Regions from separate parts of the Sus scrofa genome. Here regions 1, 3 and 4 are each linked to region 2. Evidence: chromatin contacts called from public Hi-C and promoter capture Hi-C data. All regions are on one chromosome and are shown on one strand. The core of a region is the stretch at or near the end of the contact, and the rest is flanking DNA. Distances in the headings are between cores, read along the strand shown. Region 1 holds the start of SCARB2 (scavenger receptor class B member 2). Region 2 holds the start of SDAD1 (protein SDA1 homolog). Region 3 holds the start of THAP6 (THAP domain-containing protein 6). Region 4 holds the start of STBD1 (starch-binding domain-containing protein 1).

Region 1 (5,845 bases), core at 1,231-3,730, 260 kb before region 2:
CCACGGGCTGCAGAGGACCCCACTCATACCTGGGGAGAGGACGAGTGAGGGTTCCTGCACCAGCAGAGCCCCGCAAGCAAACTGGGGCCCTGGACCGTCATCCATTAGCTGGAACCTAAAGCAGAGATGGAGGCGGAACAGGCCAGCCTCACGGCAGGATCGGGCGTAGGGAAAGGCTGCTGATGGTGCAAGAGGAATGACTGGGGGCCACCCAGGCCTCCTGGTCACGCGGTTTGGCAGAGTTGAATCATTTCAGACCCCACCCAGGCCTGGTTCTCTGGGGCTGCTGCTCAAAGACCTTAGGTAGCTACAGATGGGTAGAGTCGGGAATGGGCAGCTGTTGTCACTATCAAAGTCCCAGGCTCAGGCCTGCCCTCATAGTCTGCTCCAGTTATCTAAAACCAAGTAACATGCCAGAAACTAGGGCCATAAAAACAACAACAATCCTTTATTTTGCATTTCAGGCAGGGCCAGGAAGGGACTGCCCTGCCCCAGCGTGTCTGGGGCCCATGACTCAAATGGCCAGGGACAGCAGAGGGCTGGCAGAGCATCTCGCTGTATTCTCTCCCCTGTTCCCTCTAGCATGGAGGCCTCCTCAGGGTAGCTGGGCTTAGTGTTGGCTCAGGGCGATCATTTCCAGAGGCCCAGGCAGAAGCTGCAAGGTATTCATGATCTATCTTCAGGAGTTCCAGGATATGGTGGAATCACTAAATCAAGGCAAGTTCAAGGGAAACAGTATAGACCCCACCTGTCAATAGTAGGAGTGTCAACGTATCTGCCACCCACCCCCTTTTTTAATGGCCTCACTGGTGGCATATGGATGTTCCCCAGCCAGGGATTGAATCCGAGTCACAGTTGCAATACCAGATCCTTGAACCCACTGCTCCAGCCAGGGACTGAACTCGGGCCTCCACAGCCACCCAAGCCACTGCAGTTGGATTCTTAACTCACACACAGCAGGAACTCCCATTCGCCCCCATTTTGAAGGTATAGGGCATCTCACCTAGTCCTCAGCAGAGGCTCCCAGCTGAACCCACTGTTCCCAGGTTCTCACTGATAGCAGCTGGGAGGCAGCAACACACAGGGTAGAAAAACCGAGGGAGCTACCAGGCCTGCATTCTGGCCTAAGCAGGATCCACCACTCAGCAACTGGTTGAGCTTGTTAGATGACTTACCTCTCAGAGCCATGGCTTCCTTATGTACAAACTGGAAATACTACTACCATGGGGACCAAGAAAATGTACTTTTCAGGCCTTGCAGTGCTGAGCAGCCCTGACCCGGAGCCCTGTCACAGCCGCTGAGCCCTAAAATCTATCTGCTGTTGCTCATCCCAGCTTGGGACAGAGGCCAGTTTCCTGGGGCTGCTCCCAGTCATGACTAAGAAGCTGCTCCTGGAGGGTGCTGGATTCCTGGACCAGGCCATTTTGGCTTGAGGACACCCCCCCACCCCACACCACCCCCATAGGCCTTGCTGAACTTTCTTAGAGCTGCGCTGGGTACTTCGTCCTGTCCAGCCTTCCTTCCTTCCTTGCCGCGCTCCTGCACAGAAGCCACACCTGCGTGTCCTTCAAACGGTGCTCCTGTCACCCCTGCTCCTCTCTAACGCTGCTGGGATCAACAGCCCCAAGGCTGCTGCGGGTATTAAGTAGGTATGTGTTGGCGCCTAGCCAAGGACTGCCATATAGTTGCCATATAGTTGCCATATAGTTGGGTTCCCTCAACTAATGTTTATGGAGTCCCCGCTGCGCGCGGACTTTTAGTCTCGGTGCCTGGGACGTAGTATCGGTGAACCAGGCAGGTGAGAACCTCCGGGCCTCCTGCTTAGGCTTCTTGCGGATCCCCTCCCTGCGGTAAGATAAAGCCGCAATTCTTCTACGGGACACGGGAGCGCTTCCAAGTCTGACCCCAAGGGGGCCTCCACACCTCCCACCCCAACCTGCACACCTGAGCCTGCGGGCAAAGGAAGTTCCTTCTTTTCTCTGACCATCTTGCTCTCTCACCCCCAAGGTCGTACAGCTGTTTCTTCTCCAAATGCTGCCTCCCTCCTCGCACACACCCCTCACGTGACAAACCCTTACCCATCCCCCAAGTCCCAGTTCTGTTGTGGGGTCCTTGGTCACCCAGGCAGAGATGCTTGCGGGCACAGATCTCAGCAGGCACCCCATAAAAGCACTTGTTACACTGCGCTTTTGCTGCTGTAACAGTGTCTCCGTTAACTTGTGAGCTCGTCTAGAGCAGCGGCAGTGTCCTATCCAGGCTGAATCTGCCGGCGCGGCCCTTTGTAGGCCCGCAGCTCCGGACCGAGGAGCGGGGACAGCCCGGGAGGATACGCGGTTTTCCCGGGTGACCGCGGGGGCCTGCGGCGAGGGGGCGGGGGCGCGGCTGGCGCTGCGGGGACCGGCCGGGGTCGATCCGGCCGAATCGCAGCTGCTGCCGCGGGGCACATGACTGCGGGCTCAGCCCCCGCCCCGCCCCGCCCGCTTCCCGGCGCAGCTGCCCGCTGTCTCCTCCCGGGGCTGCGGCGAGCCGGGCCGGCCAGCGTCCCCACCCTGCGCGCTCCCTCCCCACCGCCGCTGCCGGGGCGGGGGAAAGCGAAACCAAAGCGACCCTTCCACTCCGCGCCGGCAGGCCGGGTGCATCGAGGCCGCGATCGTCCAGCCGCGGAGCGGGGAGCGGCGAGCACCCGCCCGAGGGTCCCGGGTCTTCCGGCTGCTTACTGCGGCTGCGGGGGCGGCGGCGGTGCTCCTCCCTCCTTTCCCCTCCCGCCACCCGCCCCCCGGCCGGTGAGCGGTGCGCAGGATGGGCAGGTGCTGCTTCTACGCGGTGGGGACGCTGTCCCTGCTCCTGCTGGTGACCAGCGTCACGCTGCTGGTGGCCAGAGTCTTCCAGAAGGCCGTGGACCAGGCGATCGAGAAGGTGAGGCGTGTGTGTGTGTGTGTGTGTGTGTGAGAGAGAGAGAGAGAGAAGGCGCTTGAGTGCTGGGGGCACACTTCCACCCCACTCCCCACTGCTGAACCTTGTCCAGGGAGGATCTGTGCCCGGGCAAACCCTCTGGACCAGAGCCCTTTTTTCGCCCTCGCCTTCTCGGGGTGGGCTGGAAAGGGTTAAAGAAGGATGGCGAGGAATGGCACTGACCGTGTTCCTTTTAGAATAATAAGACTCTGGATCTCGACTTTTTAAAAGGCTAGCCCTTATATTCCACCATTTGCATTCCCCCACCCCCACCCCAGGCCCTCCCTTTGCCCCATCACTGTTGGGCCCAAGCTCGTTTCCCTCCGACTTCATGAAGAAATAAAACTAAATGAAAGACACCACAGCTGGAACAGGTTTTTGGCTGCTTGCTGAGGCCTCTGAAGTGGTGTGGGGCTGAGGAGGAAAAGCGGGTGTGTGGTCTATTGTGTTCTTGCCTTCCTGGGCTGGGCCTCGCATTGGGTAGCCAGGCCAGGCCTCTGGGGTGGGTGACATTTCAGTGCTCACCCACAGACTTAGCCGGTTCGGTCAGAACCAACATCCTCCGTTGCTTTGTCTCACTCATGGTTCTTCCTCTTCAACAGCGGTAAACCTCAGGCAAAGATGCATTTCGATTCATAACAGAATCTGAGCCAGTCCCGTCCACCTAGGTAGGTGGGCTGGAGAGCTCGTCATTTCAGATTTCTCCATCCTATGGCTTCCCCAGGAGTCATTTCTTCTGCCCTGTCACCCACATCCACCAATCTGTGTGGAAAGATGAAAAAGAGAGTTACTGAGACACTTTTTCCTAAAACAAAAGGGAAAGAAAGAAAAAGATTGGAGCAGCCTTTCTCCTTAGCACCCATAACTTCATGCCTCGTTTCTCCTGCTGGTTAACTCTTGCTCCTGGCCGGATAAAAAAGCCCAGGCTACCTCCGGATTTGATCACTGCATTCCCAGTTAGCAAGATTGTTTCATTCTAGGTGGCAACAGGCATATTTCTTTAATACAGGTTTCTTTTTTTCTTTTTGCTTTTTTCTAGGGCCAATCCCTGGGCATATGGAGGTTCCCAGGCTAGGGGTCTAATCAGAGATGTACCTGCCAACCTAGGCCACAGCAACTCCAGATCCAAGCCACGTCTGCGACCTACACCACAGCTCACGGCAGCACCAGATCCTTAACCCACTGAGCAAGGCCAGGGATCGAACCTGCAATCTCATGGTTCCTAGTCGGATTCGTTAACCACTGAGCCACACCGGGAACTCCTACTAGAGGCTTCTAGAACCCATCAGTTAGGAGTTCCCATTGTGGCTCAGTGGTTAATGAACCCCGGACTAGTATCCATGGGGACTTGGGTTCCATCCCTGGCCTTGCCCAGCGGGTTGAGGATCTGCCATTACTGCCAGCTTGTGGTGTAGGTCAGAGGCTCAACTTGGATCCCAAGTTGCTGTGGCTGTGGTATAGGCAGGCAGCTGTAGCTCAGATTGGACTCCCAGCCTGGGAACCTCCATATGCCACAGGTGTGGCCCTAAAAAGAAAAAATAAAATAAAATAAAAAAAAGCCATCAATTACTTGAAATCTGATAGTTAAAGGCAATTTTTAAAAGATGCCATTGCAGGAGTTCCTGTTGTGGCTCAGTGGTTAACGAATCCGACTAGGAGCCATGAGGTTACGGGTTCGATCCCTGGCCTTGCTCAGTGGGTTGAGGATCTGGCATTGCCGTGAGCTGTGGTGTAGGTCAAAGATGCGGCTTGGATCCCGCATTGCTGTGGCTCTGGCATGGGCTGGTGGCTACAGCTCCGATTGGACCCCTAGCCTGGGAACCTCCATATGCCGTGGGAGCAGTCCAAGAAGTGGCAAAAAGACCAAAAAAAAAAAAAAAATGCCATTGCAAAGCATAGTTTATTTATTTATTTATTTTAAGTTCACATTGCCAAGGGGAGACAAAGCTTCTTAAAGGCCATTGTTTTCCCTGAGCACCTGTGTTCGGAGAAAAAGCTAAACCAAATTTCTCCACTCCCGGGCCCCTGCAAAGCCATGGCAAGATTGTTCAAGGATGTAACCTCTCTCCTGGGTGACTAGAGTTGAGCAATCCAATTATAGTCCATTGAATTTTCTTGCGTGGCTTTGAAAGGCTGTTTCAAGGGAGCCCGGCAGGACAGTTGATCGCCCCAGTGCCCTGGGTACTCATTACCAGCCCTCAGCCACTCTGTGGCTGTGTTCACGGGTGGGGGCAGGGAGGGGGGAGGCGCTATTAGGCAGCTTGGGTGGGGCTTGAGTGCGCGTTGATTTTTGGTGCTTTTCTCCCTGAGGCATGGACTCTGATCTGACTAATAAACCAAAGTACAGGGGAAGTGGACTTGCCGCATTCCTTGACCCTGTTAAGCAACCCTGCACAAGACGGAGTGTGCCAGGGAGAATTTCAGTGGACAGGCGAGGGGCTCTTGTGGGGCCAGAGGTCATTCATTGCTATATCATCACCATCCTGCTTTTCTGGATCACCTGTAGGGTGGTAGCATGAGAGGCGTGGGAAAGAGGAAGGACTTTGCCGGCCAATCTGTGGACATGAATCCTGACTCTACCAGCTACTATCTGGGTAACCTTGGGCTGGTGCCTAGCCTTTCTGGATTCTAGGTTTTTCTATCTGTAAATGGAGATCATAGCACCCCACGCAAATAGAGGGATTATAAGAATTATTAGAGAAAATGAGTGTACTTTTCATGGGTTATGGTCAGTATTATAGTTATATCATTTGGAAATGATACCGGTTTTATTTTTGTTAGAAGCCACGTAAGCAAAGAAAAAACAATACATGAGACTTGAGGAGTTCCCATTGTTGCTTAGCAGTAATGAACCTGACTAGTATCTATGAAGACTTGGGTTCAATCCCTGGCA
Region 2 (5,369 bases), core at 1,696-4,195:
AAAGTACCTTTACTAATTTTTTTTCTTTTTTTTTTTTTTTAGGAGCTGCAGGTGCTTGTGGAGGTTCCGAGGCTAGGGGGTCTAATCAGAGCTGTAGCTGCCGGCCTACACCACAGCCACAGCGACGCAGGATCCGAGCCTCGTCTGCGACCTACACCACAGCTCATGGCAAGACCGGATCCTTAACCCACTGAGTGAGGCCAGGGATCAAACCTGAAACCTCATGGTTCCTAGTCGGATTTGTTTCTGCTGCACCACGACGGGAACTCCTACCTTTACTATTTTAAGACTAAATACAGCAATAGTGTTTTCTTGTGTTGATCTGGATAATACACACTAAACATATGTACATTGCATTACACATAATATAGCCATTATTTAACATTTTAAAACTACATATGTATTTTTTTACATTTTTTATTTCTTCTATTATAGTTGATTTACAATGTCCTGTCAATTAAAATATGTATGTATTTAACTGCTCTCAGTCTTAGTATTCTCATCTATCAAAAAAAAAAAAATCCTGCTTCAGGGTGTTTAGGGGTAAAATGAGTGACCTATATACCCTTCTTAGATTAGCTTGTGAAGGCTTTTACCATCAGAACCAAATACTCTCACCTGACTCATTTTCCTCAGCATCTTCCCTGCCGCACTCCCCACCCCCAACCTTCAGTCACACCAGACTTTGTCAAGCATTTGCCCCTTTACGTTGGCTATTTTCTTTATGTAGAAGACTTTCTTTCGCTCCTCCTTTCAGAATTTCAATCTATTAGTACCATGACTGTAAGATTCTGATCCTCTGGGTTAGGATGTCTTCTCTATTGCTTCCACTGCTGTATTATAGGAACATGTTTATTCATTTTAAGAGTGTTTGTCTATTTCTCTCCTTTATTAGTTTCCTTAGGGCAAATGCCCATGCCTTATTTATTTTTGTATTCAAAGTATTTACCCTAGTGCCTGATATACAGACTGTGAGTAAAAGCTTGCCACATGGCCTGAATATTTTATTCATAAGTCACATTTTAGTGACTTAGTACATAAGTACAACATTCATAGTACATAAGCTTATGATTTTGATGGGAATTACATTAAATAATTTCAATATCTTTTGTTTTGAGAATGCTTTTTATCCTCACTGATCCAATCGACCAAATTTTTTAAATTTAAAATCTGAGTGGGCTTTTTAAAAAAAAAGATTTATTGCTTATATTTACACCTTAATAACCTCACAAGTACCTGATTCAATGATTAATAAACAAATAATCATTATCCAAATGTTGCTGAAAAACTCAACGTGGTTTGAACATTATTCTTGATTTTGCTTGTGCCTCCATGTGATTACTAAGTTGTCTTGTTTTTGGCTCATTCCAACGTGGCCACAGATGACCTGGACCAAAGCTGGTGTCTGTGAAATTGCTTATGTTAAGCAGGGAAATACTACTGTCCATCTACTGGTGCCAGACCAGCTTAGCAGCTGACAACTATCAGGCTACTTTTTTCTACAGGCTACAATCAAGACTGCCTGGATTGAACTCTCAGCTTCCTCACCTGCTATGAACTTAGGCAGTCAACATGTCTGTGCCTGTTTCCTCATCTGCAAAGTGCAGATAATTATAGTGCTTATTTTAGAGGGCTGGTCTCAGGATTAAGTACAAGTCAAGTGCTTGGAAGAGTGCTTGACACAGGGTGAGTGATCAAGTGTCTATATTAACAACACCCTATTTCATTAATTCATTCCCCCAGTACTTATCAGTTTCTGCTGTACAGAAGTGACCCGTCATATATAAATATATATATATACACATTCTTTTTCTCACATCATCCATCATGTTCCATCACAAGTGATGAGATACAGCTCCCTGTGCTATACAGCAGGATCTCATTGCTTATCCACTCCAAATGCAGTAATTTGCATCTACTAACCAATAGCTGGTTTTTTAACTTTTTTTTTTTTTTGTCTTTTTAGTGCTGCACTCATTGCATATGAAGATTCCCATGTTAGGGGTCAAATCTGAGCTGGCAGGCCTATGCCAGAGCCACAGCAACGCTGGATCAGAGCTGCCTCTGCGATCTACACCACAGCTCACGCACAGCAAAGCCAGATCCTTCACCCACTGAGTGAGGCCAGGGATTAAAACCCGCTAGTTGGGTTAGTTAACTGCTGAGCCACGACGGGAACTCCAACAGTTGGTTCTTAAATACAAATTCATTTGCATTTTAAATCAATGGATACGACCACATTTTACTCAGACCACCGTTTTCCCTCCTTGTCTGTGTCAGGCTGGGTAGAAACAATTAAAAACAAAACAAAAACAGGTATTTTAAATTATATAGGAAAACTAATTTACACCCCACATTGATATTTTTCCCCTTCTCTAAAATAGGATAGTGCTATCTATTCTCAACGGATATTTTTAGTTTCTAACTTTAAGGCTTTGGGATTTTAAAAAGGAAAAAAAATCTATTCTCATGTCTGTTTCATAAGGAATGTTGGGATAATGAAATAAGTTACTGGGGGAGTTCCCGTCGTGGCGCAGTGGTTAACGAATCCGACTAGGAACCATGAGGTTGCGGGTTCGGTCCCTGCCCTTGCTCAGTGGGTTAACGATCCAGCGTTGCTGTGAGCTGTGGTGTAGGTTGCAGACGCGGCTCGGATCCAGCGTTGCTGTGGCTCTGGCGTAGGCTGGTGGCTGCAGCTCCGATTCAACCCCTAGCCTGGGAACCTCCATATGCCGCGGGAACGGCCCAAGAAATAGCAAAAAAAAAAAAAAAGACACACAAAAAAAAAGTTACTGTGTGAACAAAATATTCGCATTTCAGATTACTTAAACGTTGGCTGGGGCGGGGTGGGGGAAAAGAAATCTTGCATAAATCACAATGGAGCATTTCGGCACTGAGAGCAAGTTTGACACTCTGAGGCTCCCGTAGTCAAGCTCTCTTTAGGAGCCAAGATGGCGCCGCCTGCTGAGCTTCCCATGTGCTGTTTCCGGTCATACACGGAAGCGCGATTCCTGGCGGTAGCTGAGGCGGTAGGCGGTTGCCAGCCGTGTGGGTTCTCTTAAATTGCTCGCTGCGTAGCCAGTCAGCAGCGAACATGTCTAGCAGAAACAATAATAAGCTGCCCAGCAACCTGCCGCAGTTACAGAATCTTATCAAGCGGGACCCGCCGGCCTACATCGAGGAGGTAGGAATGCGGTGCGGGGACGCTAGAGGCCCGGGCGCGGTGGTAGGGACGCTGGCTGGAGGGAGGCGTGGAGCGGAGCTGGGATCCTGATTCGCCTCACGTCCTCTTATCCTCGAAAGGAGGAAAGGGATGAAGGGAGAGACATGTGTTATAGTTCGTTCCTCACTCTTAGAATTCTGCTCCTGCTCGGTAGACCCCGCTGTCACAGAAACACCCTTTAAAAGAACTCATTTTGCTTTAGGGGGAGAGCCAAATGGTCCACCCCCAACCTCTGACTTTCAAGCAAGTTTCTCAGCCTTTTCTTTTCTGAAACCCCTAAATTGAACTTGATGAAACTTAAGTTAGAATGCTTTTCGACCGACGTCTGTTTGCGGGAGCCCGCGCTCTTTGCAGCACTGTGTTGGGAAGCAGAGGGATTCTTGGGTATAAGGGACAGGCCGGGAATTAGCATATCTAGTAAAAACAGAACTCAGTCTCATAGGAAGCTGGCATGACCTGGGCGTCGGAATTTATCTCTAGAATGAAGTTGAAAATTAGATTAGGTTCAGATTGTAAGAGACTTTGTATACCGACCTCATACGAATTGTGAGCATTAAGGGTGTTTGACAAAATGAACGTGGTGGCTTGGCAGGTGCTTTTTCTTTTTTTAAATTTTTTCACTTTAATTAAGGTATATTTGATTTACAGTCTTGTGTCACTTTCTGCTGTTACAGCAGAGTGAGCCAGTCATACATATGTATACATTCCTTTTCTTATATTCCTTCATGGTCTATCCCAAGAAACTGGATATAGTTTCCTGTGCTATTTACTAGGACCTCATTGCTTATCCATTATAAATGTAAAAATGGCAATTGCTTTGTCAGGACACCTATTTGACAGGCATTAAAAAGATTTGCTGCAATTACTTGTCTGTGCTTCTTACTGGAATGTGATTTGTTCAATGGCTGAAACAATTATTCTTTTTTCTTCTTTTTTGGCTGCCCCGTGGCATATGGAGTTCCTGGGCCAGGGATCAAGCCCAGTTGCCACCTCTACAGTTGGGACCTACACTGCGGCAATTCAGGATGCTTAATCCACTGTGCCAGGCTGGGGCCGGAGACTGCGCCTCAGGTCTTCAGAGACTCAGACAATCCCATTGTGCCACACCAGGACCACAGTCATTCATCTTTTGATCGACCTTCTCCTCCATATTTTCACATACAAATATTTATGTCAATGCTTTTTTTTTGTCTTTTTTTTTTTTTTTTTAGGGCTGCACCCTCAGCATATGGAGGTTCCCAGGTTAGAGGTCAAATTGGAGCTACAGCTGCCAGCCTCCGCCACAGCAACGCCAGATCCAAGCCACATCTGTGACCTACACCACAGCTTACAACAACACTGGATCCTTAACCTCCTGAGGGAGCCCAGGGATCGAACCCTGCGTCCTCATGATTCCTAGTTGGGTTCGTTAACTGCTGAGCCATGAAGGGAACTCCATAATTTCTAAGCACCCAGGATAGAGTGATAAATAAGATACGAGAGCCTTCTTCTCTTGGACTTACATTCTAATGATGGTAGACATAGTGATAAGAATTATGAAGAAAGTAGAACTGGGTAGGAATACATTAGAATTGGAGGCTGTCTCTTTGGCTCCCTTGAACAGAGATAGCTTCTCTGCTGTGATGATATTGAGACAGATCAAGAGCATTCTAGATGGGGGAACAGGAAGTGGAGCAACTGTTGGTGGAAAAGAAGTTGAGAGGCCACCATTGTAGCTAAAATATGGTAAACACAGAAAAGGACAGTGTAAGATACATGGGAAATGCAAACAGAGTCGGATCATGTGGGGGCCTTTTTTTTTTCTTCCTTTTTTTGCTTTTTAGGGCCACCCCTGAGACATATGGAAATTCCCAGGCTGGGGGTTGAGTTTGAACTGCAAATGCCAGCCTACACCATAGCCACAGCAACTCAGGATCCAAGCTGCATCTGTCACCTACACCATAGCTCACGGCAATGCCAGATCCCTAACCCACTGAGCGAGGCCAGGGATCAAACCCACAACCTCATGGATATTAGTTGGTTATCCCACTGAGTCAAAACAGGAACTCAAGGCGGAGGCTTTTAAAACATGGTAAGGTTAAGATTTTACTTAAGGGAGCCATTGAAGAGTTTTAAGCAAAGGTATAATCTGATTTATCTTAAGATT
Region 3 (5,595 bases), core at 2,082-4,581, 460 kb after region 2:
CACCAACTCCTAAGATTAGCTCACTTCACCAAACCTAAGAAATGTACAGATATTTATGAGTGGCTACTGGTAAAATACTCCTACTACTCATGACAAAAGCTAAAGCAGCAGTTTATGAATCTAAAAATTTAAGAATGGGTGTTCCTGTCGTGGCACAGTGGTTTACGAATCTGACTAGGAACCATGAGGTTGCAGGTTCGGTCCCTGGCCTTGCTCAGTGGGTTAAGGATCCGGTGTTGCCGTGAGCTGTGGTGTAGGTTACAGACTCGGCTTGGATCCCGAGTTGTTGTGGCTCTGGAGTAGGCCGGTGGCTGCAGCTCCGATTCGACACCTAGCCTGGGAACCTCCATATGCAGCGGGAGCAGCCCTAGAAAAGGCAAAAAGACAAAAAAAAAAAAAAAAAAAAAAAAAAAAGTAACAATGGACTTCAAATTAATAAGCGAACAATAAACATGGTGGCAAGTGTGGTTTATGTTCTTAAGTAGTACTGCAAAAAAGTGAGTAATGATGGCAAGCAGTATTTCATCAACAAACCTGTAAGTGAGATGGGGAATCAAAGATAGAAGGTATGACTCCAGGTTTCAGTTTAATATTCGGAGTGGTTCTGTCAAAATCTGTCTTCTTAAAGTGCCTTGAACACAACACATCTCCTTTTTTAGGCTCCCACATGCCTGCAGCATTCACATCCAGTCTTTTCATGGCTAATACCCATTTCCTTTTGACTTTTTCATCTGTGGGGAATCTAGGAAAACATACAGAAAGCCTTTTAAAATTAAACACTACTGATTTATACTTGAATTAAGGCTGTGACTAAACTGATTCTTTAGTTTGTTATTACTCTTGGGAACTGGAATATTCAGGAGACCGCCATGATTCACACTTTCATAACTTTCAGTTTTCATAGTCAGACTTTCTATCAAACATGCTACAGGCATATGGCCCTCATTTAAATTTTCTCATATTATAAGGAAAAAAGTTTCAAAGGACATTTAACACCTTATAGTAAGATTCACAGCTGAAGATTTTTCTTCATCTATAAATGATAAAGAATAAGACTTGGGGAGTTCCTGTTGTGGCTCAGTGGTTAATGAATCCGACTAGTAACCATGAGGTTGCAGGTTCGATCCCTGGCCTTGCTCAGTGGGTTAAGGAACCGGTGTTGCTGTGAGCTGTGGTGTAGGTTGCAGACTCGGCTTGGATCCTGAGTTGCTGTGGCTCTGGCATAGGCCAGCAGCTACAGCTCTGATTAGACCCCTAGCCTGGGACTCTCCATATGCCGACGCAGCGGCCCTAGAAAAGACAAAAAAAAAAAAAAAAAAAAAGAATAGCATTTGGGCCTTTTCCTATCTGAGAACTTTATCCCAGATGAACACACACACTGGTACTTTCATTCTTCCATCAGCACCAAGACATTTCTTAGTAGAGCATTTAATAGAAAACAGGGGTATAAATGCGTAGTGAGTGAATGCAGAGAACACCTGCAGAGTTTGGAATTTTGGAGATCAGAACTCATTTGAGATTTGGAGGCCAATAACTATCTTTTCTAATTTTCCAAGCTGGTTTGAATCTTTTTTGGAATAAGGTAGGGCACACATACTCATTTTTTATTTCATTATATCTAGCCAAGTAGTTAGAGACACTTCTCTGGCACATAGCACAAGTGCCTGGCACAAAAACAGCAAAATAAACTTGTAGCAAATGAGTAATTATTAAATCTTATTGTCCTTTCTTTCCTATGCTGCCAGAAGAGTGGTTAAAATACTAAATTAGGACCATCTTAATTTATCTGCAATACAGCTACAAAACCTTTAGTCTGAACTAGTAATTTATATATATATTTTTCCTACCACGGAAGTTTGATCTATTTCTAAACATAAACATAACCTTGACTTATTTTCTAAAAGACAGAATATATTTAGGCAAAGATCCTTCATTCACATTGTAAACTATATGTAAACGACACTGAATTTCTTTGATGGTATGTTAAAATGCAAAGTAAGAATCTTAGCAAAGATGACTTTAATGATATTTTTGTTAATCAGCTTATGATACCTCGGCAGGTATTTTTTACACTTCCACACCAAATCACACAAGTGTAGAAGTTATCACTGTCACTTCAAATTCAACTACAAAGGTTATTTAAAAAGAACTTGAGAACTACTGTTCAAAATTGAAGATGAAAATAGAACTGCCTTTTGCTTTTCTAACAGTCAAAAACATACTTGGTATAATTAACTAGGGCAGAATCTTACACGTGAAATGTCAGTCCTTTTAACTTGGAATTTGGTAAACAGCGAGAAGCACATCCAATGGCTGAGCAACATTTCACCATGGTGTTAACAACTCATAACAGAACTGAAAGAAAATTAAAAGGGCAAGCGTTAGTAACTTCAAAGCTAAGGGGAACATATTCACCTTTCCCAGTATGTTCTGGTATGTTTCAGTTAGGTAGCATGAAATCAGTTAGAAAGCCAAAGGCAAGTATTTTCTTCCAAAACGTTTACTTTGCTCATAAAATTTTCGAGGGGTTTGTCTCTTTACTAAAGCGAGTCATATTTAGCTATGCCACAAGGCGCCTGATTGCAGTTTTGTAGCTGGTACATTTCCCATCCACAGCCCCTTAGGCACCATGTTCCCTCCGCTACAACGCCTTGGCACACTAACTCCTGAGCTTCCCCCGGGAAACCATCCTTGACACCCAGATATGTCGGCTCCTCTCCAGTATTAGCTCTCGGAAAACACACTTCTCCTTCTCAAAGCTGTAATCATTCCTACATTTATTTCACATTCTCTGATGAAAGTCCTCCTCCACCAGCCTGGTGAGTTCCATGAGAGTATGGCAGGGCTTGTGTTTTTTTCTCACGTGTGTCCCCACCGCGTAGCTGGTAAATGTTACTACACATTTTGAAGGAATGAAGCGGACGTAAAGGAGAAGAGGAGGTAAAGGTGGGGCGTGAGACGCTGGCAAGTACGGGTGCCCAGCAGCAGCGGCGCTCCGGTGGGGACCAGATCCGAGCCCGGAGGCCGGCCGAGCTCCGCCCCCTTCTCGAGGCCCTGGCTGCGGCTGGGAAAGGGAGGGGCCGCCCAGTCACAGGTGTGGATGCAGCCGGAGAGCGGCCCTTCCTCTAGGGCCACCGGGCGTCTCCGCGCCGCTGCGGTCCTCCTCACGCCGAACCACGCCCAGGGTGTGGGCAGGCAGCAATGGGGAGAAAAGGAGAGACAACCTAAGATTTGTTACCGTTAGCGGCGAAGGCAGCGACTAACACCGATAACCGAGATTGCGTCTCCCTTCACTTCCGCCCCGTCGCCCCGGGAACCGGAAATCCGGCTGCCCCGGGTCACGTGTCCCTCCGCCATCTTGGCTCTGCTGGCAGCAGCAGCCAGGAGGGGGGGTGCTGGAGCAGAGCTGGGTCTCTGGACGTAGTTTTCATCCTGGGGGAAGGGGCCGTGGAGTTTGAGAGGCTGTGGAAGAGATGGCGGCCTCGGCGCGGGAAGATGGCGGCCGCGGGCAGGAGCACGGACGGCGGGGCTGCGAGCACTATGACAGAGGATGCCTCCTGAAGGTGACGACTTCACTGGGCTCTTCCCCTAGGAGCTTCCGCCGGGTCCAGCTGGGGGCGGGGTGGGCAAAGCGGTTCGGCTTGGGCTTAAGTTTGAGGCTAGGCTGTTGTCAGGACACCTTGTCTAGCTGGGTTGCTGCCGTAGAGAACGTTTTTGGCAAGGCGACCACACGCCCCACCTTTCCTCTTGTGTTGTACTTTGCAAGCAAAGCTCTTCTTGCTTGGGAAGAGCCTGGGCTTGCACATAGGTCACTTTATTAGTGGGTTCTTTTTATTTAGTCTTTCGCTTCTGGAAGTGGACTTCGGCAGCCTCAGGCCTGTGCTGACATTTCCCTGGGATCACTTTCAGGTGTGTGATGAAATAATGGAAGAAGGGCGAACAAGCGGAGCATCGGCATACGATTTCATCTCCTGTAGTAAATAAGTTTTACAGCTTGCCAGCTTCATTTTAGAGGCAGTGAGTATGCCTAAACCTGCCGCAGAGAAAACGTATATGTGAAATAGGAAGACAGTCATTTAATTGCCACAAAATAGGAAATTATGTATGGGAGAGTGTCTGATGGGCATGTATTGTTACTTCTGTTATTTAAGAAAAATTCCTAGTCAGCTTCGAATTTGAAAAATTGACATCCATCCAGTTATTTTTCTTGCAAGAATTTTTCTTCCTTAAAGATTTTGCTTAGAAGGCTTGAGCTTTGGAGTCCGACAGTCCTACCGCCAAATCTTAGCTCTGCGCCTTAATAATTCGGTACTTTTGAGAAAACTACTATTTACATATAAAATAGGAGTGATAGAAGTTCCTCTTTCATAAATAAGTTTGAGGTTTTGAGACAACCTAAAGCCTCTGCTGTAGGCTGTGGTTTGGTGAACATTCCTTCACTGCACTGGATGAAGCTCTTTCACGGCTGGTCATTTACCAAGGGTTGTGTAAAGATATTGAATGCTATCCTTAAGATTCCATTTCCATTGAGATGCCGTGTTAGAGTTTCGGCCTTGGGGTTTTAGACCTCCTCCTCTCATCTTCCCAAGAAAGGCACAAATACATCTGTGTTTCATAGATACATAGTATTCATTGTATTCATAAGATACTTGACCCTGAGTATCAAATGCTATCCACACCCCCTTGGTTCTTTGCTTAAATACCAGAGAGGAGTGTAGAGTTTGAAGGAGGAAGTAATCAACTAAATCAAATGCTGCTCTTTGGGTAAGATAAGAACTGAAAATCAACCTTTAAATTTAGCAAGAAGGAGGTCACTGGTGATGTTGATATGAGAAGTTTCTGTGGAGAGATTGGGACAAAGCCTGATTGGAGTGGATTTAATATGGGATGAGATTAATGGAAATGGAAATAGCCTTTGTAGGCAATTCTTGGAGTTTGGCTGTAAAAGAGAGCAAAAATATGAGGCTCTGGTTGCTGCAAGATGTGCGATCGTGTCCCCCCGCCTTGAGATGCGAGATGTTGCAACATATTTGTAAATTTTTAGAAATGATCCAATAAAATGAAAACATTTTATCATGAAAGGAAGAGGGAAAATTGTAGGAACCCCGTTTTTGAGTAGCCAAACAGGATGTGATCCAGTGTACATACAGTAGAGAAGTTGGCCTTGAGTAAAAACGTGGACTGTAAGATTCTGTAACAGAAGGAAAGACAGTGTGAGGTGCATTTACAGGTAGGTCGATGGAGTTTGTGGGAGGATGTTCTTTTTTGATTATTATTTCGGTTTTCATAGTTAAATAAGAAGCAAGGTCATCAGCAGAGTGTAAGGGGAAAAAGAGGTGTTTGAAGTTTAAAGAGCGAGGAGAAGATGTGAAATCATCATCGAGGTCCTATTAGGGCCTAAGACTTTGGAAGAAGGAGGGGATTGATTAGGGGAACATGGTAGTAAGAGCCCACTTTTTGTCAGTGGTTGTGACTTAAAAGTGACACCAGTGACTCTAGTGGTGCTATTGCTTTAGCCATATTTAGCTGTTCCTATGCAGGTTGAGTAGGAGCGAATTGTATTTAACCAGAGTAGGGATTCTGGGTAGGTGAGTG
Region 4 (5,991 bases), core at 1,334-3,833, 340 kb before region 2:
CACTGTGCGCTAAGAATAATGCATGCATACCCAATAGTAAAAGGCACATGCAGGAGTGCAATATACCAGCACAGGAGTGTAAATGAGGTGGTAAGCTGTAGAGGCGGAAGTGTAACCCTGCCATGGTCCTGGATCTCCGCAGTCCAGGCCACCCTGGCATGCAACCAAGTCAAGTTGTTTGGCTCCTGTCATCAAAAAATGTCATCCAGCCTGTGTGGCGAAGAGCTGCATGGTTACCCTGCAACCCAGAAGAGGACATTTGTACTCCCAGGAACTGTGTGCAGGCCAGGGATTGGCTCTCACATATGCGGACAGACCAGGAGCACCTGTCACTGTGGGAGACTACAAAGGAAGGCAGTGCATGGCTGGTCCAGAGCAGAGAGACAGGGGTGAGGGTAGGGGGAGAGGGCTGGATTCTCCTTGACAACCCCTCCTGGTATCTCAGGAACCTCTTCAAGAAACACAGGCCTTTTACATCCCCTCTCAAATAACTATTCTTAAGAGCACACAATCAAGCTCGCTAAAGACTCTCTTTCCTTCTTGGCCACCTAATAGTCCAAATAGCTCCCTACAAGATCAAAATCTCAAAAGCCATGCCCTCATGGGAGGTGTGGGTGTGGGGGAGGGAGATGTGGGGAAGCGGGAATGGATAGAGAGCAGTCTTGTTTCATTTTGCCTCTTTAATGGTGGGGTTGGAAGTGAGATGTAAACAAATATTACCCTGAATTCCCAATCTTTCCACCTGAAACATGAGGCTGACTTTCTGAAAAAGAAGATAAATGAGCCCTCTGCTCATCCCAAACAAATCGCAGGAAGGCACAGGGGCCGACTTTCAAGTGGCTACACACAGACACCACTCCACTAAAAATAAAGTTCGCAGATGTCATTTTCACCATTAGGCTGGAGTCCAGGCACCGGGAAGGTGAGGTTTTCTGCCAGGGCTCTTTGCCTGGTGCACAGGGTCTAAAATGTGGACATGTAAACCTAGGCGTCAGTCCTGCTTATGGGACTTGGGTCTGCTTTTGGGAGCTGGGTCCAGTGCCAAGTGTGTCTCTTCCCCAGGGTTTTAGACAACCACGCACTGTTCGTGTGATCATGGGGAAGGGCCGACAACTCGCAGTCTCAGGGCTTCATGAAGCCGAGGCCTTCGTGGCCAGAGTCCAACCTGAACTTTGCCTCCCCAACAGAAGCATCCAGATAGCGGGGGCTGCTCACTGCTCTGGCGTCCCCAAACGCGGTTCTTTTGAGGCGAAGGAGGGGAGGTCATGAGGCTATGGGATTGGGGCTGAGACTGGGTTCCTGCTCCGTCAGATACTGGAGAGGGTGGCGGGATCCCCTAACCCGAAGCATTCCTTTCCGAAGGCCCGGAAGGGGCGCCGCCGCCGCAGCCGCCCGCACTGCACCAAGCGCCGCCAAGCGGAGGAACCCAACCCCGCCGGAGGGGCAGGGGCAGGTCCCCGCGGGCTGGAGCTGAGGGCAGCGACTCAGCGGGGCGCGGCCCTGGACGAACCGCCAGGGCATCTCCTGGGCCTCGCCTCGCTGGAGGCGAGAACCCGCCCGGCGCGTGCACACCAGCTGGGGGGAAATCGGGCCGCGGGGAGGGTCCACTCCTGGGTGAGGGAAGCTAGCCCCCGGGTATGGGCCGCCACGGAACTCCAGACGGGGTTTTCCTTCCCTCGGGGAACTTCTAACCCCCCTGGTGATCTGCCCTCAAGACCAGGGAGGAAGAATACCTGGTTTGGTGACCGGCTCCCGCCTAGAAGGTCCAGGGCTCAGTCCGCCGCCGCCACCCTGATCGCCTCCCGGAGCCGCCGCCTCCCCTGAAGGAGCGTCCTTCCGCTGCTCCGCGTCCCCCTCCTTTCCCGTGTCCCGCAGCAGCCAAACGAAAAGCGCTCCGGCCAGACCCCCTCCGACCAGCAGGGCAGACCAGACGGCGCCCATGGCTGAGAGGCCGCAGCTGCGGGAGACGACGGCGATCGAGGCCCGGGCTCGGGTCACGCAGGCAGAGCCACACCTACCCAACCCGCTCCAGCCTTTTACGGTCCCTGGCCGCAGGCGCTCCCACGCGGAGCCCAGCCCTCCGCGACTAACACTCAACTTTCCCAGCCCCGCCCCACTCCCCGCCCCGGGGCTGCAGCCCCAGGCTCCGGCCCGGCGGATACGCGAGCGCCCTCCTTCTCCAACCTCTTCCCTTCCCGACCCCGCCGGTCGCCGGCGGCCGGGAGCACTGGGCGTCCGGGTCCAAGTGCGTCCCGCATGGCTGAGGACCCCAGGGCGCACGGCTTCCGCGCGCCAACCCGCGCCGGCCACGCCGCCTGCTCTTCCCGCTGCAGCTGCCCGCCAGGCCCAGCCCTGCTTGGGGCAGTTCCGGGCACCTCGCCGCCTCCTCTTTACAAACATTCAGCAGCAGCGCGGCCACATAGAAGCCGGAGCTTCCTAGAACTTCGACGCGGAAGACGCCGATGTGCGTCGGAGACGAGCGGGGCTGGGGCGGGTGAGCTGGGGTAGATCCAGAGCACAGCGGGTGCGGTAGAACTTCCATTCCGCCGCCCGTTAGCTGCACTTGGTCTCCGCAAGCCTCCGCCTTCCCACCCGGAAAAGGAAGGGATTGGGCTAAGATCATCCATCAGTAAATGCCAGTCATCTCAAACACATCCAGTCATTGCTTCTTCCTCGACCTCTTTTTGGGGTGCGTGGTTGTCACAAAATGCGCGCCCTCCAGACTGGACTGGATGTTGCCCAGAGGCAGGTTTCTGCAGACGGGTTTATTAATAAAAATTGCAAAGGCCTTTTAAGTGCTGTGGGTGTGCCTGGTGTTAATGTATTTATTTAGTTTGATTCTCACACAACCACCACCACCCTGGGAACTAAGAATTATATACATTGCTTTCTAAATTCACTCTTCTGCCAATCTGGTGGCTTTACCCACCAGCTTCAAGCTAATGATCCCCATATTTGTATCTGCAGGGAGAGCCATTTCCTTGACCTACACGCTCCTACATCCAACTGCTAAGGCCACAGCTGGCAGATATTCGCCTTGGAGTAATTACTACGATGGCTTCTCTGGTAAAACAAATCGCTCAAATGTGCCCCGTGCACGAGCAGACAGAAGTCCCTGACAGGTTGCAAGACTGGGCCAGTAGAGCTGCTGATGCTGGTGCTTTGGCTCAGGTCACAGCCCCTATCATCAAAAGGTCAGGGGGAGAGGGAAAGTGGGGAAGGAGACCAAGCCAGCTTGGGCCTGCTTTTTCGATGCTAACAGACGTCTCAAACCCAGCTCACTCAAATCTGACATGCCCAAAACTGTTCCTTGCTCCCACTTCATCCCAGGAAGTGGCGACCACATCCTTTCTCCTTGCTAAAAAGTGTCATCTTACCCTCTTTTTACCCCCACTCATTGGAGGCAGTGGCAAATTCTGGTCTTGTTTCTTCGAAATATATTCAGAATTTTACTTCTCCCTGCAGCGAGTGCCACCCTGCTCTGCCACCATTACGTTTCTCCTGGATTACTGCCATCACCTGGCCCAGGGATCCCCACTTCCACCCTTGAGTCCCTACATCATTTCAAAGCAGCAGTCTGAATGATCCTGTCTAAACACTCCCATCTTCTGGGCTTCTGCTCAAGACTCTCCAATTGCTCTACATCTCCTAGCAAAAACCTTTCAGAAGGATAGCATCTGTCCCCCAGGTCCTCTCCCAGCTCATCTCCATCTCCTCCTCCCTGGCTGAGTCATCCTTCCTGCAGATAGCCATCCAGACATCCAGCCTCTCTCCCTTTCCCTCTTCTTTTTTGCACAATGTCATCTGCCCTTGATAATCCCCATTGCAATTACATACATCCCCTTCTCCATGTGCCCTTTTCCTGCCTTATTTTTCTCCTTACCATTTAGGACACCAAATCTAATACAGTGTAGAATCCATGGATTTGTTCTGCCTAATTCCACTTTCCTCTCCTTACAATGTACTAGGAGTTGCTGCTGTGGCACAGTGGGTAAATGATCTGACTTGTGTCTGTGGCATTGCCGGTTCAATCCCCGGCCTGGTGCAATGGGTTAAGGATCCAGATTCAGTCCTGGGCCCTGAAAATTCCTTATGCTGAGGGTGAAGCCAGAAAAGAAAAATGTAAAAGCAGGGTTTATTGACAGCAGGATGTATTATCCTTTGTTTTCTGCTGAATTCCTGGCACCTGAAACACTCCTGAAGCCATCCCTCAAAAAGTATAGTACAGGTTGAGGAGTTCCCTTGCAGTGAAGTGGGTTAAAGATCTGGAATTGTCACTGCAGTGGCTCAGGTCACTGCTGTAGCTCAGGTTTGATCCCTGGCCAGGAAGTTCCACATTCTGGGGGCAAAGCAAAAAAAAAAAAAAAAAAAAAAAAAAAAAGTACAGATTAAGTAAATGAATTAAAAGCTTCACGTGGTCACAGTCTGAAGCAGTACTGTTAACCTCTTTATATGGATTTTACCTGCATTTTTAAAGTACAATGAAGATGCAGATTTGGGTTTTTTTGTCAAGTAAATTTTATCTTTTTCTTTTTTTTTAGGGCCGAACCTGTGGCAAATGGAAGGAAGTTCCCAGGCTAGGGGTCAAATTGGAGCGGCAGCTGCCAACCTACACCACAGCCACCACAAAGCAGGATCCAAGCTGCATCTGCAACCTATGCCCACCAGATCCTTAACCCACTGAGCAAGGCCAGGGATCAAACCCAAATCCTCATGGGTACTAGTTGGATTCTTAACCCACTGAGCCACAATGGGAACTCCCAGATTTCTTTTCTTAAACTAATTAGGGAATTGACGATGAACTTTTTAAAGACCTCTAAAGTTTAAAACCACTGACAACCAGACGTACATTTCAATCCAGGCAGCTTTATGATAATAAAACTAATCTTGAGATGAGTATGAATGAAATAAGAAGTGGTAGCAAAGCTGTTTTTAAGAAAATGAATGTCACTATATAAAATAACATTCTCTCTTTTTTTTTTCTTTTTTAGGGCCCCACCTGTGGCATATGGAAGTTCCTGGGCTAGGGGCTGAATGGAAGCTGCAGCTACCAGCCTATGCCACAGACACAGCAACTTGCAATCAGATCCACAGCATATAGAAGTTTCCAGCACAGGGAATGAATCTGAGCCACAGCTGTGGAAATGCCAGATACTTAACCCACTGCACCAAGCCAGGAACTGAACCCTCATCTCCACAGCAATTCGAGCCGCTGCAGTTGTGGCACAGTGGCTCCTTAACCCACTGCGCCACAGCAGGAAATCTAGATCCAATTTTTAAGTCTCAATTTTGTAGAAAAATTTAGAATTATTTCATCTCCTTTTGTCACAGTAAAACTTAATGTCAAATATAGGGTGTCCTTAAATTTCACAAACTCTAAAGCCAATAGAGTGATTATATAAATAATGTGAAAATCCTTGAACATTTCTCTTTATTTCCTTACTGATAACTTTAGCTGTTGCTTCATCAAAGTTTTTTATCGACGTGCTAATGAATGAAATTCCAGAAGCTCTGTAAAATCCTGGAGTGAAAACCCCACAATTCAATTCTGATAACTGGAAGGCCCTTCATAAAGATTTACTGTCATCAATTGCTATTTCATTTATTAAAAATATAACAAAGATTTAATTCTTCCCAACTTAGAATTCTTTTTACATTGTTTCAGATTTATCATGCAACGTTTTTGAAGAGCATTATTTATTTGACTTTTCTAAACTTGAATGTTGACACACTGATTTCTGGGTTGCTGCTTTCAAAAAAAAAAAATACTCCACTCACTATTATATTTTTTAAAAGTCTACAGCCCACATATTCTAAAAACATCCTTATAGCTCTAACAGTACCGTGTTTATCACTGTACAATTGCAAATAATGTTCTTTGCCTCTATATGGAAGGCCTTTGAGGCTAGGAACATGGAGACAAAAAGGAAGCAGACTCAGTAGAGATGAAGGAGCAGATAATGAGTTCTGCTGGTATGGGTTTAATTTAAG

Evidence for each region. Promoter capture Hi-C pulls out the DNA fragments that hold promoters and counts their contacts. A called contact is a pair of places that touch in the nucleus more often than the background predicts.
Region 1: a Hi-C map of skeletal muscle shows a contact between it and region 2, with 5 times the contacts expected there. The contact joins the promoter of SCARB2 here to the promoter of SDAD1 in region 2. A contact is called at or near these places in 2 of 47 Hi-C or Micro-C datasets (liver and skeletal muscle) and 2 of 2 datasets of contacts at active chromatin or transcription factors (alveolar macrophages and skeletal muscle).
Region 3: a promoter capture Hi-C map of liver shows a contact between it and region 2, with 4 times the contacts expected there. The contact joins the promoter of THAP6 here to the promoter of SDAD1 in region 2. A contact is called at or near these places in 1 of 5 promoter capture datasets (liver) and 2 of 47 Hi-C or Micro-C datasets (epiblast stem cells and liver).
Region 4: a Hi-C map of skeletal muscle shows a contact between it and region 2, with 3 times the contacts expected there. The contact joins the promoter of STBD1 here to the promoter of SDAD1 in region 2. A contact is called at or near these places in 4 of 47 Hi-C or Micro-C datasets (embryonic fibroblasts, heart right ventricle, liver and 1 more).

Annotation. Positions count from the first base shown.
Region 1 is chr8:71,907,096-71,912,940 of Sscrofa11.1, reverse strand. It overlaps SCARB2 (scavenger receptor class B member 2), which reads left to right and starts at 2,480. Exons shown (of 12, transcript NM_001244155.1): 1 at 2,480-2,916. The coding sequence starts at 2,800.
Region 2 is chr8:71,644,428-71,649,796 of Sscrofa11.1, reverse strand. It overlaps SDAD1 (protein SDA1 homolog), which reads left to right and starts at 2,945. Exons shown (of 22, transcript XM_003129088.4): 1 at 2,945-3,184. The coding sequence starts at 3,095.
Region 3 is chr8:71,179,688-71,185,282 of Sscrofa11.1, reverse strand. THAP6 (THAP domain-containing protein 6) reads right to left here and starts at 3,331. Exons shown (of 5, transcript XM_003482412.4): 1 at 3,239-3,331; 2 at 2,253-2,355; 3 at 535-742. The coding sequence starts at 2,332. RCHY1 (ring finger and CHY zinc finger domain containing 1) reads left to right here and starts at 3,474. Exons shown (of 9, transcript NM_001097490.1): 1 at 3,474-3,563. The coding sequence starts at 3,474.
Region 4 is chr8:71,979,579-71,985,569 of Sscrofa11.1, reverse strand. It overlaps STBD1 (starch-binding domain-containing protein 1), which reads right to left and starts at 2,583. Exons shown (of 2, transcript XM_003129093.4): 1 at 1,734-2,583. The coding sequence starts at 2,400.